3 separate regions of the Mus musculus genome follow, and regions 1 and 3 are each linked to region 2. Evidence: chromatin contacts called from public HiChIP or PLAC-seq data. All regions are on one chromosome and are shown on one strand. The core of a region is the stretch at or near the end of the contact, and the rest is flanking DNA. Distances in the headings are between cores, read along the strand shown. Region 1 holds the start of Arfgap2 (ADP-ribosylation factor GTPase activating protein 2). Region 2 holds the start of Ptprj (protein tyrosine phosphatase, receptor type, J). Region 3 holds the start of Nr1h3 (nuclear receptor subfamily 1, group H, member 3).

What was found. HiChIP or PLAC-seq counts read pairs in DNA pulled down with a chosen protein or histone mark.
Region 1: a FOXA1 HiChIP or PLAC-seq map of pancreatic cancer cells shows a contact between it and region 2. The contact joins the promoter of Arfgap2 here to the promoter of Ptprj in region 2. A contact is called at or near these places in 1 of 115 datasets of contacts at active chromatin or transcription factors (pancreatic cancer cells) and 1 of 9 other capture datasets (adipose tissue).
Region 3: a contact with region 2 is called in an HNF4G HiChIP or PLAC-seq map of pancreatic cancer cells. The contact joins the promoter of Nr1h3 here to the promoter of Ptprj in region 2. A contact is called at or near these places in 1 of 39 promoter capture datasets (pre-B cells) and 1 of 115 datasets of contacts at active chromatin or transcription factors (pancreatic cancer cells).

Annotation. Positions count from the first base shown.
Region 1 is chr2:91,262,007-91,266,390 of GRCm38.p6, forward strand. It overlaps Arfgap2 (ADP-ribosylation factor GTPase activating protein 2), which reads left to right and starts at 3,109. Exons shown (of 16, transcript NM_023854.2): 1 at 3,109-3,398; 2 at 3,566-3,684; 3 at 4,220-4,292. The coding sequence starts at 3,327. Pacsin3 (protein kinase C and casein kinase substrate in neurons 3) reads left to right here. Exons shown (of 11, transcript NM_001289678.1): 7 at 762-937; 8 at 1,053-1,173; 9 at 1,281-1,417; 10 at 1,759-1,880; 11 at 2,185-2,674. The coding sequence ends at 2,300.
Region 2 is chr2:90,577,669-90,582,380 of GRCm38.p6, forward strand. Ptprj (protein tyrosine phosphatase, receptor type, J) reads right to left here and starts at 2,927. Exons shown (of 24, transcript NM_008982.6): 1 at 2,488-2,927. The coding sequence starts at 2,583. Gm46752 (vegetative cell wall protein gp1-like) reads left to right here and starts at 3,087. Exons shown (of 3, transcript XR_001783391.2): 1 at 3,087-3,248; 2 at 3,443-3,702.
Region 3 is chr2:91,192,619-91,196,781 of GRCm38.p6, forward strand. It overlaps Nr1h3 (nuclear receptor subfamily 1, group H, member 3), which reads right to left and starts at 2,498. Exons shown (of 10, transcript NM_001177730.1): 1 at 2,347-2,498; 2 at 999-1,078; 3 at 1-124. The coding sequence starts at 1,041.

The DNA.
Region 1 (4,384 bases), core at 1,859-4,358, 680 kb after region 2:
GGCAAGGCAGCTGGAGTGGTAAAGGGGAGTTGTCAGAATGGGTGTGTGTCAGGAATGGACAGGACAGGTGGATCCCTGGACCTGGATGGCCAGTTTGTCTAAGGGCTGTGAGCAACTGAGGAAGGCACCCCGTGTTGACATTCTGCCTCCAACACACACACACACACACACACACACACACACACACACACACACACAGAGAGAGAGAGAGAGAGAGAGAGAGAGAGAGAGAGAGAGAGAGAGAGAGAGAGAGAGAAACATGAGGAAATACAATGTTTTACCCAGGAAAGCAATGGGATTTTGAAGAATGGCATTTTTTACTTTTTATTTTTTTATTTTTATTTTATTTTTTTTTACCCAAGAGAGAAATAGCTGGGTTTCAGGAAGTTGGAGACTTAGTTACCTGGAATCGGTTCTCATATTGCATACTCTGTCGCCTGCCCGGAGTGTCCTTCTCTCTAGCATTTCATCCTTTCTGAGGGGTGGCAGTTCTATAACACCTCCTCCTCCAGGGAGCCTACTTGGATTTATCTCACCTTATCATCTAGATTGACCCTGTCTTGCACTTCATCCAGATTCTTCTAGGTGTTTGTTTGTGTACCACTTCCCTTATTAGGCTGCTTCTGTCAGTTCCTGAGGGTAGGAAGTGAGTTCCAGGTCTGACTGCTTCAGGTCTAGCCTATGGCTATGCTCAGAGAATGCTGGTGCGGGCCTGAGTGGAAGGCAGTCTGTCCTCACTGCCTCCCTTCTCTCTCACCCAGATGAAAACCCAGTATGAGCAGACCCTGGCCGAGCTAAATCGCTACACCCCACGCTACATGGAGGACATGGAGCAGGCTTTTGAGAGCTGCCAGGCTGCTGAGCGCCAGCGGCTTCTCTTCTTCAAGGATGTCTTGCTCACCCTGCATCAACACCTCGACCTCTCCAGTAGCGACAAGTATGACGGCGCGCTGGAGAGAGGCTCCCCTGACCTCCTCTGGGTTCTGGTGGGGCTGCATAATTTGACATTCTAGGGGCTCTTGGCCTTCCCTGTCTGACTGGGTGCCTCATAGGTTCCATGAACTCCATCGAGACCTGCAGCAGAGCATTGAGGCTGCCAGTGATGAAGAGGATCTGCGCTGGTGGCGGAGCACACACGGGCCTGGCATGGCCATGAACTGGCCACAGTTTGAGGCAGGTCTTAGAGGCTGGGTGGGCCTGGGTTGGGCTCAGTGTGGATCCCAAAAGGATGACAAGGTTTGCGATGAAGTCAGTGAAGGTGGGCCAAAATCTCTCCACAGGAATGGTCGTTAGACACACAGAGAGCCATCAGCCGCAAGGAGAAGGGTGGCCGGAGCCCAGATGAGGTTACTCTGACCAGCATTGTACCGACAAGAGATGGCACCGCACCCCCACCCCAGTCCCCATCGTCCCCGGGGTGAGAGCCGGGATCCTGAACAAAACCAAGACCGGGCTCTATGGCTTGCTTGTTACCACTTCTTCCTGCTTTCCTATCACATCAGTGCCCGACGGCCATCTTGGGAGAGTTAATTTCACCGAGGTTTAGATTTGCTCCATGGTCCGGTGTCTCTCGAAGTTTGGCTGTATAACAGTCCTGTGCACAGAGATAGACCTGTATCCACAGTAGTGAGTGGCAGCAGGATGGCTGTTCACTTGGCTCCTCCCTGCCCGCCGCCAAGCAGCCAAGCCCTTTGTCTTGAGTACTGGATACAGTGGGTCTTGTGCCCTGAGTTGTGCCCCTTGTGTTCCCCTCTCTAGTAGCGGGCAGGACGAGGACTGGTCAGATGAGGAGAGTCCCCGGAAAGTTGCCACTGGGGTGAGGGTACGGGCGCTTTATGACTATGCTGGCCAGGAGGCTGATGAGCTGAGCTTCCGAGCAGGTATGCTGGGCCCTTTCATGGTCCTTCCCACTTCAGCCCCCGTCCTACTTGCTAGAGCAGGGCTGTAGACGAAGAAAGCCAGGGACTCCATCCTCACAGGCTGCTCAGGGTCCAGCTGCAGCCTGACAGTTGCCTCCCTGGGGTCTAAGGTTGGGTGGCTTTTCCTGGCTGTGTCCTATCCTGGTCTGAGTTGGGTATCCTCCAGTTTGTCGGCCCTTGTGCTATTCCATCCCCCAGTCCATGACCTAGTTTTGAGACCAGTAAAGCCAGTGCTTTGGGCAATGACTGTTTTGTCTTTCTTCAGGGGAAGAGTTGCTGAAGATGAGCGAGGAGGATGAGCAGGGCTGGTGCCAGGGCCAGCTGCAGAGTGGCCGCATTGGTCTGTACCCTGCCAATTACGTAGAATGTGTGGGCGCCTGAGTGCCCTGACAGCCCTACCAAGGCGTCTCTCTGACCTGGGCCAGAGCTTAACCCTTCCTGGACTGCTGGACCTGAAGGCCCTGAACCATGTGCTGCTGCTGTCTCTCTTTTCCCACAGGAGGAAGTCTCAGGGCCCATGAAGGGCAGGGGTCTGTGTCTAGAGTTGGAGGTTGGAATGATGGAGGGTCGAGAGGTGCCCGAGCCTCCTCGGGAACATTTGGGTCATCCCAGAGTGGGAGGATCCAGCTCCTAAACTGTTTAGGAGTTCCTGGGGTGAGGTTGGGGAGAATGTAGTTTGAGGCTGGCAGCACCTTCTTTTGTGACTTGTAGTGTGCATTAAATTTGATTAAGAATAAAAACCCCATCAAGTGTTGTGAGCGTCTTTTGATAGCCTACTCTTGCTGGTGGGAGGCACGGGGTCGGCCCGTGGGCGTGCCATGTGTTATGGAACTGGGATTGGGCAGGCAGTTGCCTCCTGGTATCTGCCCCGGAATTTCAGGAGTGCAATCTGGACTGGAAGGGACTTGGTGATCAAGGTTGTTGTGTGCTGGCCTCTGCTCTAGGCCAGTTGCTGGATTGTGAGCTGAGCTGGAGCCCTGCCAATGCCTTCCGGATGGGGCTATGAGCACTTGGGAGATTGTTAATCATTACTCGTCCATCACAGAGTCTGTTACCATGGCTCTCTGCCTGACGCCTACAGCCAGTGGTCGAGCGGTACGTAGGGTACCCGGGTCCAGCAGGAACTCGTGAGGAAGTTTGGGCCAGTCCACGAGCCGTCGCCCGCTCGGGCTGCGGATTGGCCAGGCGCAGCGCGGCGTTCACTCTCAGGCCCGTGGTGGAGCTCCCGGCTGCTAACGTCATGTTTCAGCCCCGCCCGACGTTCATTGGCCCAGATCTGGTCGAATCACTCCACTCGTAGGCGGGTCGGGGCCCTGTCGTGACCGGCGCGGTGAGCCTGCCTTCGCCGCCGAGGATTGGCCCGCGCCGGGACCTGTCGGTCGCGGTTGTGTCTGGGAAGGAGAGAAAATGGCGGCGAGCCCGAGCAAGACCGAAATCCAGACTATTTTTAAGAGACTTCGCGCAATTCCCACCAACAAGGTGCTTGAGCGGGCGGGGTACGGGTCCTGACGCCGGCGGAGAAGACGTCTCTTGTCCCCTGGGGTCTGAGGGAGGGCGAGGACGGAGGTTGGAGGCTTTCTTGTGGTTTCTAGCGCCGGGCCTCGACTCTGGGCCCTAACCGTTCGCTTGTCGTCTTTTCCACTTAGGCCTGTTTCGATTGTGGCGCCAAGAGTCCTAGTTGGGCCAGCATCACTTACGGTGTATTTTTGTGTATTGACTGCTCCGGAGTGCATCGCTCCTTGGGTGTCCATCTCAGCTTTATCAGGTAGGTTCTGTGTGAGGGTGCTGTGCCTCCACGGGGGCTGTGTGCGTGGTCAGCGACGGGGAGAGGGCGCCTGGACTTGGACCTTCCTGAATTTGATGTTTGGATTTCTCCTGGCGGGAGTTCTGGTAGCCTACAGCGGGGGCTTGCGGGCGGAGGGCGGCGGGGGGTTCCACCTCTGTAGACTTCTCTCTTCACAGTTAACATGGTACTCAGCATCAGTTTGGGGGAGAGCTTAGATGCATTGACCTTGTTATTGCAGAAAGATTGGCCCAGTAGGTCTCCAGTGCGACTTTGACCAAACTTTAAGAAGAGCCAAACCCGTGCCTGCATTTCTCAGAAGTCGACCTCCTTTCGGATCTCCTTTTCAGAAATAATTAGTACCCTTTGGATTAGGCGAAGCGCAATGATTTCAAATACAGGGGAGAGAGGAGGAAATGGGACAGTGACTGATGGTTCCTGGACACCCACAGAAGCCTGAGGCCGAATGACAGGTTTAGTCTTGATAGGGAAGGTGACACTCAGCCCTTGTACACAGGTCCACAGAGTTGGATTCGAACTGGAGCTGGTTGCAGCTGAGGTGTATGCAGGTCGGCGGGAATGCCAATGCGGTAACGTTCCTTTACCTTCTTCCACCCCCATCCTTCTGCCTGGGTATTTAACTTTTCCTTGATTTCTCAAAGTGAGTTTGGTTTCTCTGTTC
Region 2 (4,712 bases), core at 1,677-4,176:
TCCACATCTTACACTGGCCCTAGGGATTTGAACTCAGATCCTCATGTTTGTGTAGCAAGAACTCTTACTCAATGACCCATCCTATCTGCCCCTGACACAGTCTCTGAGTCACTTCAAAAGCGCAGGGCTTCTCTAAAACTGAGAATGTAACTTGGTGGTAGAGCGCATCCCCTACCCTGGGTTCCATCCCCAGCACCAGAGAGAGGGAGAGAGAGAGAGAGAGAGAAGGTGCCGATCCCCTGCAAGAGTCCATATCAAAATGAAACTGCTGAAAAGGATTGTTTTTGGAGATATTTCTTCATGAAACCTTTTATATTTCCTATTTTGTAACAAATACAAAAACAAGAATATGAAGACAGGACTCTCGAGTTTCTACAGAACAAACTAGAGGAAGGAAATAAGCAAACCCAAGGCAGGCGGAGGGTAGCAATGTGCTAAAGAAACACAAGGAAGGATTGGGCAAGAGATAAATTTACCCAAGATACTTTTTGCTGATTCAAAGCACAGCTTGCAACTTCTACTATTGTTGAAACAAAAGTCAGATACATACATATACATATGTATAATCAAATTAAACTAAAGAGAAATGTAGCTCAAATGTTTCTATAATATAAATTTTAGTTCAAGAGAATTTCAAGACCACACCATCCTGTACATGGAACACAAAAGCAAACAGATCTCAATGAGCTTGAAGCCACCCTAGTCTGCATAGCGAATTCTTGGAGAAGGGGAACTTCAAATAAGAAGCAGTTCTTTTTCTTTAACGTCAAAGACTGCTGTGCATGAATTTCCTACAGGGAAAGGATGAAGACAGCCCATCCACAATGTTCCCCAATAAATCCCCAATCCCATCTGAAAAGGCTTTATATGAAAAGTGGTGTACATATATAATATATATTTACAAAATTCTTTCACTCTTCAATGGAAGCCATTCAAACAATTCTACTATGAAATGGTGTGTCCCCTCCCCCATTCCTGCAGATGCTTTTTGCTAAAGATGGAATTGGGGAAAAGGGGCAAAATCAACTCTGGTTCTTCTTCAGACTCAGCTCTTACCCAGTCCAGTAAAGAATTATTTGCTGGGGACAACACCACGAGTCCTGTGCAAATCCTGCTTTAGAAACTATAAGTTACCCTTGCTGACAATTAGTTCAGGCCCAGACTCAGGCTCCCTTCTTCTGCCCGCCTGCTCTGCTGCCCCAGTGCCTATGTTTCCTCTAGAACAATTCATATTCTCATTCTCTCTCTCTCTCTCTCTCTCTCTCTCTCTCTCTCTCTCTCTCTCTCTCTCTCCCTCTCTCCCTCTCTCTCTCCCTCCCTCCCTCCCTCCCTCCCGTGTCTGTGTGTGTGCAAAGCTTTCTCTCAAAGTCAGTTTCCATCCCCAGCCTATGCTTCATTTGTGTCTCACTGTCTGTTTAGAGCTGGTACCTATAAAGCAAGTGAGACTTTCATTAGCAAAAAGCAAGACAAGAGCATCCTCCAGGCCACTTTCAGCTGCAGAGTTCAAGACCACAGCCAGTTCCCAGAAGGCTGTGAGGCAGAACTCGCTTGCTCAGCTCCCGCAGCACCAGCTGGGTGATTCCACTCTTTCACTTCTCTCCCTCAGTTCCCTATCTGCAAAATGGGAATGTCCCCCCAGCTGCCTTGCATCACATCCCCTGCCATGAAAATACCACTGAGAGAAAAGATCCAAAATTCGAGTCCCACCATTATCGGAAAAAAAAAAGTGAAGCAAGGAAAAAAAAAAAAGAAAGAAAAGAAAAGTCTGGAGGGGAGGGGTATAGCTAGCGCCCACAAAGCACGAATGCACACCCAGAAAAGCCAGCACTATCTCAGGAGCGATGATGAGAACAGAGCCAGCAGCCTCAAGGGACGCCTTTGAGCGGCCACCTTGGCAAGGCTGGGAACTTTCCCCCACAAAAAGCGCCCTCGGTTCTGAGTCCGGCGCTTCGCCCACCGCCCAGCGCCAGGGCCTGTCCCCAAGCACCCGGCCACCGCCACTGCCCTTCTGTCCAAGCCCTCGTGCCCCTCCAGGCCGGGTCGTAGGTCGGCCTCGGCTCAGCCAGGCCGTCCCTGCTCCGCATCCACAGCCCTCCGCAAACACGCCCCCTCCGGCCGCTTCGGGCGCGCAAGCAGGGCCCGCGCTGGCCAGACGTGACCAGCTCCGGGAAAGGCCGGGCCACCGCCGCCTGCAGCCCATGCGGGAGCTTCTATGGAAGAGTCAACGGGCACGGCGGGGGACACCCTGGGGACCCCGGAATCCTGCCCTTCCCCTGGCACCCGGGAGCCAGGGAAGGGGCTGAGTGGCGGGAGCAGGAGGCTGGCCAAGATCCCTGCCAGCCTCCTCCAGGAGGAAGGCTCCCAGGACCACGATCTCTCAGACCCTCGCCGGGTGTTCCTGGAACGGGTGACACCCGGGCAGGTGCAGGCGATGCCAATTCGGCCCGCGTCTTCCTACCACACGCCCAGGCCCACTCGAGAGCTTACCTGGCCCTGGCGTAGCAACAGCAGCAGCGGCAGCAGCGCCCAGCGGAGCCCGGGCGAGCGCGGGGGTGTCCGCGTCTCCCGCGCCGCGGGCTTCATGCCCTGCGCGCCCTGGAACGTGCCCGGGACGCGCCCCGCCGTGTGCCCGAAGCCGGGCGCCCTCGTCTCCGTCTCCAGCCGACGCCTCCGCCTCCTTCTCCGCCAGCCGGTCCGCCTAGTCCCCGCTCCGCCCGCCCCGGGCTTCCCCGGGGACATGGCAGCGGCGGCGGCGGCGGCCACACGGCGGAGCCTAGCGCGCCTGGCGCGGAGCGGCCGCGGCCTTAGACTCGCAGGGGCTTCGCGGGGCGGAGCGAGCGGCGCCCACCCTCCGCGCGTGGCTCCCAGCTCCCGGCTCCCGCGGCCCCGGCTGCTCCCTCTGCCTCCTCCGCGCGTCATGCGGCTCCGGCTGCAGGGAGCCGCGCCGAGCGCTCGGCCCCCTCTCTTCCCCTCCCCCTCTGAATATTCATCGCTTCCTCCCGCTCGGGCGGGCCGGCCGCTGCCGTGCTCCGCGGCCCCTCGCCGCCCTCTCGCCGCGGCCCCCGCCCCCAGCGAGCTGGCGGCGGGCGGGGAGTGGGCGGTGGCGAGCCCGGTGCACGCTCTGGCGTCTCCCCTCCCGCGGCCGGAGGAAGCGCCCCCTCCCTGTCCGCCTAGCCCTCCCACATTCCTGGGACTCGGGACCCGGGACGCTGCTCCACTGTTCCAGAGCCACGAGCTAGTATGGATGGGTCAGTAGGGACTCTTCAGCCTGGGACTCCCTCCCTGGCTCTGGCTTGAGCGTGCCTCTTGCCCAGGTCACAGTCGTGCTTGCTTCTAGACCGCAATCTGGTGAAGCCTGGCCCGTGGGTGGGCTTTGGGGGAGGGTGTGGGTGAACCCCCCGAAACTATTGGAAGCACACCATGTATTCTGTTCTCTCCCCAGACGCTGGGCCAGGAAGTCAGAGAGCCTGCACAGAAGCTGGTCCAGTGATTAGAGCCCCAGCTGTGGCATATGGCAAGCCCAGCTGTGCTATATACTAACTGTGTAATCCTGGTTGTGTGACTTGGAGAGAGATGCCTCACCTCTCTTGACCACTCTATGCTCCTGTGTAACAGGAAGATACTACGGGTACCTGTCTACCGAGACTTGCCTGGCGATTAAATGAGATCATGGGTAAAGTCCCAAAGAGGGTGGGACATAAGGTGAGCCCATCTGGCAGCTGTCATCACAAGTCCTGATCTGAAAGGAGTTACAAATTACCACGAATACTGCTACTGTGCCCAGGCTCACGAGAGGAAACCAAAGAGCTCTATCTACTGCACCTAGAAGTAATGACAGACAGTACCAAACCAAGGCATGCTAGGGAGGGAAAGACTGATTCTGACCAAAGGAAGAGGTGACACTTGAGCTGGGCTTTGATGGATGGTTGGGTTTCACCGGGCAGAGAGAGGGGAGCAGTGTGGCAGGAAGTGGGAGCAACTTGGCAAAAAAAAAAAAAAAAAAAAAAAAAAAAATCAGAAGGCAGATTCTTCAACCTTGACCTTCTGAGAAACAGAGAAACAGGAGCGTTCTATTTGGGAAGACCTGAGCAGCCAAGATAGTGAAGTGAATCTAGTCTGGACCCTATGAGAACTGGAATGTAGACCACCAGGTGTCCAGCCTGCTTCTAGGCATCCCTTGGGCCTCAGAGTCCCAGCTTCACGCAGAGAACAGAGGGGAAAGGGGCTGCACCTGTCCTCTGGTATTTTGCATTTGATTAAACACTATCTGGTTATCACAGCCCACAGGAGTTATGTTCCTCCCTGCCTCACTCTTCTTGAGGCAGAAACAGGTGTTTTTTAAAAGCACTCACACCAGCCAGGCATGGTAGCACACAGCTTTAGTCACAGCAATCAGGAGGCAGAAACAGGAGGAGGTAAATTCAAGTCCAGCCTGGTCTACAGAGTGATTTCCAGGACAGCTGGGGTAACATCATAAAGAGACTTCATCTCAAAAAAATTAAAAAATAAAAATAAACAAATAAATAAATAAAGCACCTTCCATGGTGCCCAGAGGAAAGGAGTTATAATGCTAATAGAACTGTACCTGCCCCTGATCCTCACAGACCTTGCACCATCCCAGTTGCCACAGATTCACATCTTGGTTCTGTCAACAGGGGTATGAACTCCTGCATGCCCTTTGATTTCCTACTGGGTAGAATGTATGCCCCCAT
Region 3 (4,163 bases), core at 1,248-3,747, 610 kb after region 2:
AACCCTATCCCTAAAGCAACCCCAGTTGACTGGGGCATCCTGGCTTCCTCCCTGAGGATGCAAGTGTTGCCTCCCTGGTCTCCTGCATCTTGAGGTTCTGTCTTCCACAACTCCGTTGCAGAATCTGAGCCCAAGAGAAGCACGGGAGAATGGGTGTGGGTTCAGGTCCTATCTAGACTCCATCCCCAAGTGTCTTGGCTGGGAAACTACAAACTCAACTCTACCCTTAGAAGGCAAGCAAGCTAGCCAGGTGTGGTGGTGCACACCTTTAATCCGAGCACTTGAGAGACAGAAGCAGGTGGATCTCTACATTTGAGGCCAGCCTGGTCTACAGAGTAAGTTCTAGGACAGCCACTCTACACAGAAAAACCCTGTCTCAAAGCAAACAAAGAACAAACAGAAAAAGAAGGTAGCTAAGCCACAGCTCATGATTTCAGATTCCAGTACTCCGTAGGATTGAAGACTGGTGTTGGTTGCAGCCCTTTGCATATCAAGACACCCTACACAAGCGCGCGCGCACACACACACACACACACACACACACACACACACACACACACACAATAAGGTTTCTCTGGGTAGTTCAGGCTGACCTTGAACTCACAGAGATCCAACTGCCTCTGCTTCCTAAGTGCTGGGATTAAAGGCGTGTACCACCACTGCCCAACTAGTACATCAAGATCTTAAATGATCTTAAAGGTGCTAGCCTTTGCCCCCTGGGGGGATGATGGAGGGCATCCACTTCATAGAGCGGACAGAACTCTCAAAGCCAGAGCTGTCTAAGCATGAGACGTGTCAGCTTTCCCAGAAAAGCAAGCCCAGACTGAGGACTTCACTGACCAAGCACTAGAACCAGGGGAAAGGGTTTGAGCAACACTTAGATCTGGCAGTGCTTCTAAGGGGTGCTGGATGCAGTGAGGGGAGGGGGCTGATTCCTGAGGTAGGAGAGGAGCCAGAGACCTGGGCTCCGGGGAGAAGGTTTGAATAAAACAGCTTACCAGGAGAAACATCAGGCATTGAGGCCTCCAGCCACAAGGACATCTCTTCCTGGAGCCCTGGACATTACCAAGACACTGTCCTGCAGGAACAAGCCAGGTTACACATTTCCAGAACTAGGCCTGGGCTCCCTTCTGTGCCCTGTGCCTTTTTTCTGTCCTCACAGCATCGACTGACATTTACTTCTCATAGATTAGCCTATGAAGCCTTCTTTACTATATCCCTATGAAGTCCGGATTTCTTTGTTTGATTGGTTGGTTTGTTTTTCGAGACAGGGTTTCTCTATGTAGTACTGGCTGTCCTTGAATTCTCTCTGTGTAAACCAGGCTAGCCTCAAACTCAAATCCACTTACCTCTGCCTCCCGAATGCCAGGATTAAAGGCATGCAGCACCAACCTGGCTGAATTCAGGAGTCTCTCTCTCTCTCTCTCTCCCATTCATTTATATATATAAATTTTTTCCCAGTTCTAAAGATTGAACCCAGGACACTTCAGGCAGGCTAGGCAAATGGTTGGCCATTGAACTCTACAACCTCCACCCTGTCAGGCCTATTCTTAAATTCATTTTAAAGATAAGCAAATTAAGGTTCAAAGAGATTAAGGAAACTGCCTATAGACAGACAGGTGGAGGTGGTCCAGCCAAGAGTAGAATCCTGACTTGTTTGCGTTCTCAGCTTTGTTCTATCCTTTTCTGCGCCTGTCTCCAGGCTGAGTGGAGGGTCCTTCCATCTGGTCTGACATTAGGGCAAGCCAAAGTTGGCAGAACCACAAGACTGGATCGAAGCTCACTCTATGGGTCTGTTTATTATAATCTTTTCCCTGCCGTTACTGAAGTCCTAGTATTAAGTTCTTGTCTCAAGAATCTCACCAGTAGCGGGCCTCCTCTCCCAGAACCCCTCCAGTTCTTCTGAGACTTAGTAAAACTCTATCCCCGCCCAGATGTCCCGTTAGATATTCCTCACTTCTAGAACATCCTCCCATCACATCCCTCCCCACCCAGATGCAAGGATAGAGCCCCCCAGCCACTGAGCAGACTCGCCGAATCCCCAGGCCACCAGACTTCCCGGCTGCGTAGTCTCTGGAGCCCCCTTGCTGGGAGAAGAGGGTGTTGCAGTACCTGGCCTTCGAGGCCGCAGCGGGCAGCCAGTGACAAGAGCTGAGCGCACAGGGGCCAGCAGGGAGAAGCAGTAATGTAGGAAAAGGCCAAGGGGAGGGACTGCCAAGGGGTCCTTCCTACTGGCGACCCAAGACTCTTAGCTTCATTAGGCCCCCGCCCACGAGGTAGCTTCCCCACCAGACTAACTCCTCCCCGGCCGGCCACCCTCTTAGCCGGCGCCACCCTGTCCCCTACCCTCTACCAAAACTGTCGCGTTTCCCCGCAGACCGGTCTAGTTCCATCTCTCTCCTTCCTCTCCTCACCCTGGAGGCTCTTTGCTCTGACAGAAGGACTGCTTCTCAGTCACCCCCACCCTAATCCCAGCAGCCTCCAGAGTCAGCGTTCCCTCCCCCCTCCTCCCAAAGACACCTCGCGGAGCAAAGGTCCCGGCACGGCCCGGAATTGCGACACCAAGCCCCAGCCTGTGTTCCCAGCCTCCCTCCTCCCCTGCCTCTGGGAAGGCGCCAAGCTCTCCCCACTAGCCCCAGGACTGAGCCAAGCCAGTAGAACTCCAAGGGTGAAGACAGGCAGGTGCTGGGCCTTCCAGTGAGTTTGTGTGTGGATGCCCTGAGGGGGACAGAGAAAGGAAGAGGCCAATAAAAAGAGGCCTGGGGGAGGAGTGAGAGAAGCAGACATTAGCAACCCAGGGGCCAGTCCAGAATAGACACCCCCCCCCCCATAGATAAGAAGGCAACCTCATCTACGGAACAGCCCCATCTGAGATGGTGTCAAGATCTACTGACTCTAAAGCCATAGCTTTCCTGCCTTGCTTCCTGGGACAAGAGATTTAGCCCTGAAGGAATACATCATGCCTTTCTGATTTAATCTCCCAAGGGGATCAGCAGCTGGTTTAGAGAGGAGACTATGTTTCTTTTTGTTGAATAAGTAAACAAACAAACAAACAAACAAATGGCTCTCTCTTCTGTTCCACACTTGTTAGCTTGCATTCATTCCAATTCACCACAATCATTTCTCTTTAGGGTTCTGGGTTCAAACCTCCGTGTTACAGTTACAACGCAGGGAGGGCTATAACCTAGGCTAGGAAAGCACTTCTGTGCTGAACTTTGCCCCATCCAACTAGGCCATCTTGACTGAGCAAGTTAATGTCTCTGAACCTCTCTTTTTCTTTAATGTCTCTGAACCTCTCTTTTTCTTTAATGTCTCTGAACCTCTCTTTTTCTTTAATGTCTCTGAACCTCTCTTTTTCTTTAATGTCTCTGAACCTCTCTTTTTCTTTAAGATGGGGACGATGACGACGATGATGATAGTTTTGCCACATATGATCAATGTGAGAATAAAGATCAACACAGTGTGTCACAGTAATGTCCAAGGATGGGCGGGGATTATCTGTCCACTCCCAGTTCCTTTAGTGGTTTGTCTTCCCATAACCTTGAACCTTGAAGCTTTGTCAACTTTCTGAATCTTTGTTGCCATATACAAATCTCTCATTATCTCCTGGTTCCTGAGGGAGCGCCAAGAGTAAACGGCTCTAAAATCTTTCGCCTTTTACTAAAGAGTAAACGGCTCTGTTTTACAGCGCACACTGCTGTTTGTAAGCTTGCCCAAGACCACACATTGGCCAAACTGAGATCAGAATTCAGATGTCTTTTCTCCGGGCTCTTTTCTTCCTGTGTCTGAGTCCAGAACATTCTCCAGTCTGAAGGAGAAGTACTGAGATGGAAGAAGCCAAGATCGGTGGTCAGCAGGGCTGGTGGTCAGCAGGGTTGGTGGGCTGCAGATGCTTCAATTCAGATGTGAGAAGCAGGCGTTGAGGTTACTGCTGGCCATTCATCCCATGCCCCATTCCCAGTTTCCTGCTCACAGGCTCTTCCTGTTTTGCTGTGAACTCCAATTCCCATGGGTCCACATTAAAGCACAGGACAAGGGCCAAACAAGCAGCCAGAGGGACCAGAAGAGAGATGAACAGGGCATGAGGGAAGAAAACAGAGGAAACAGGGAAGGGTGAACATGGTTGTGGGGGCGGGACAGAAGGGACAGGATGGGGGAAGGAT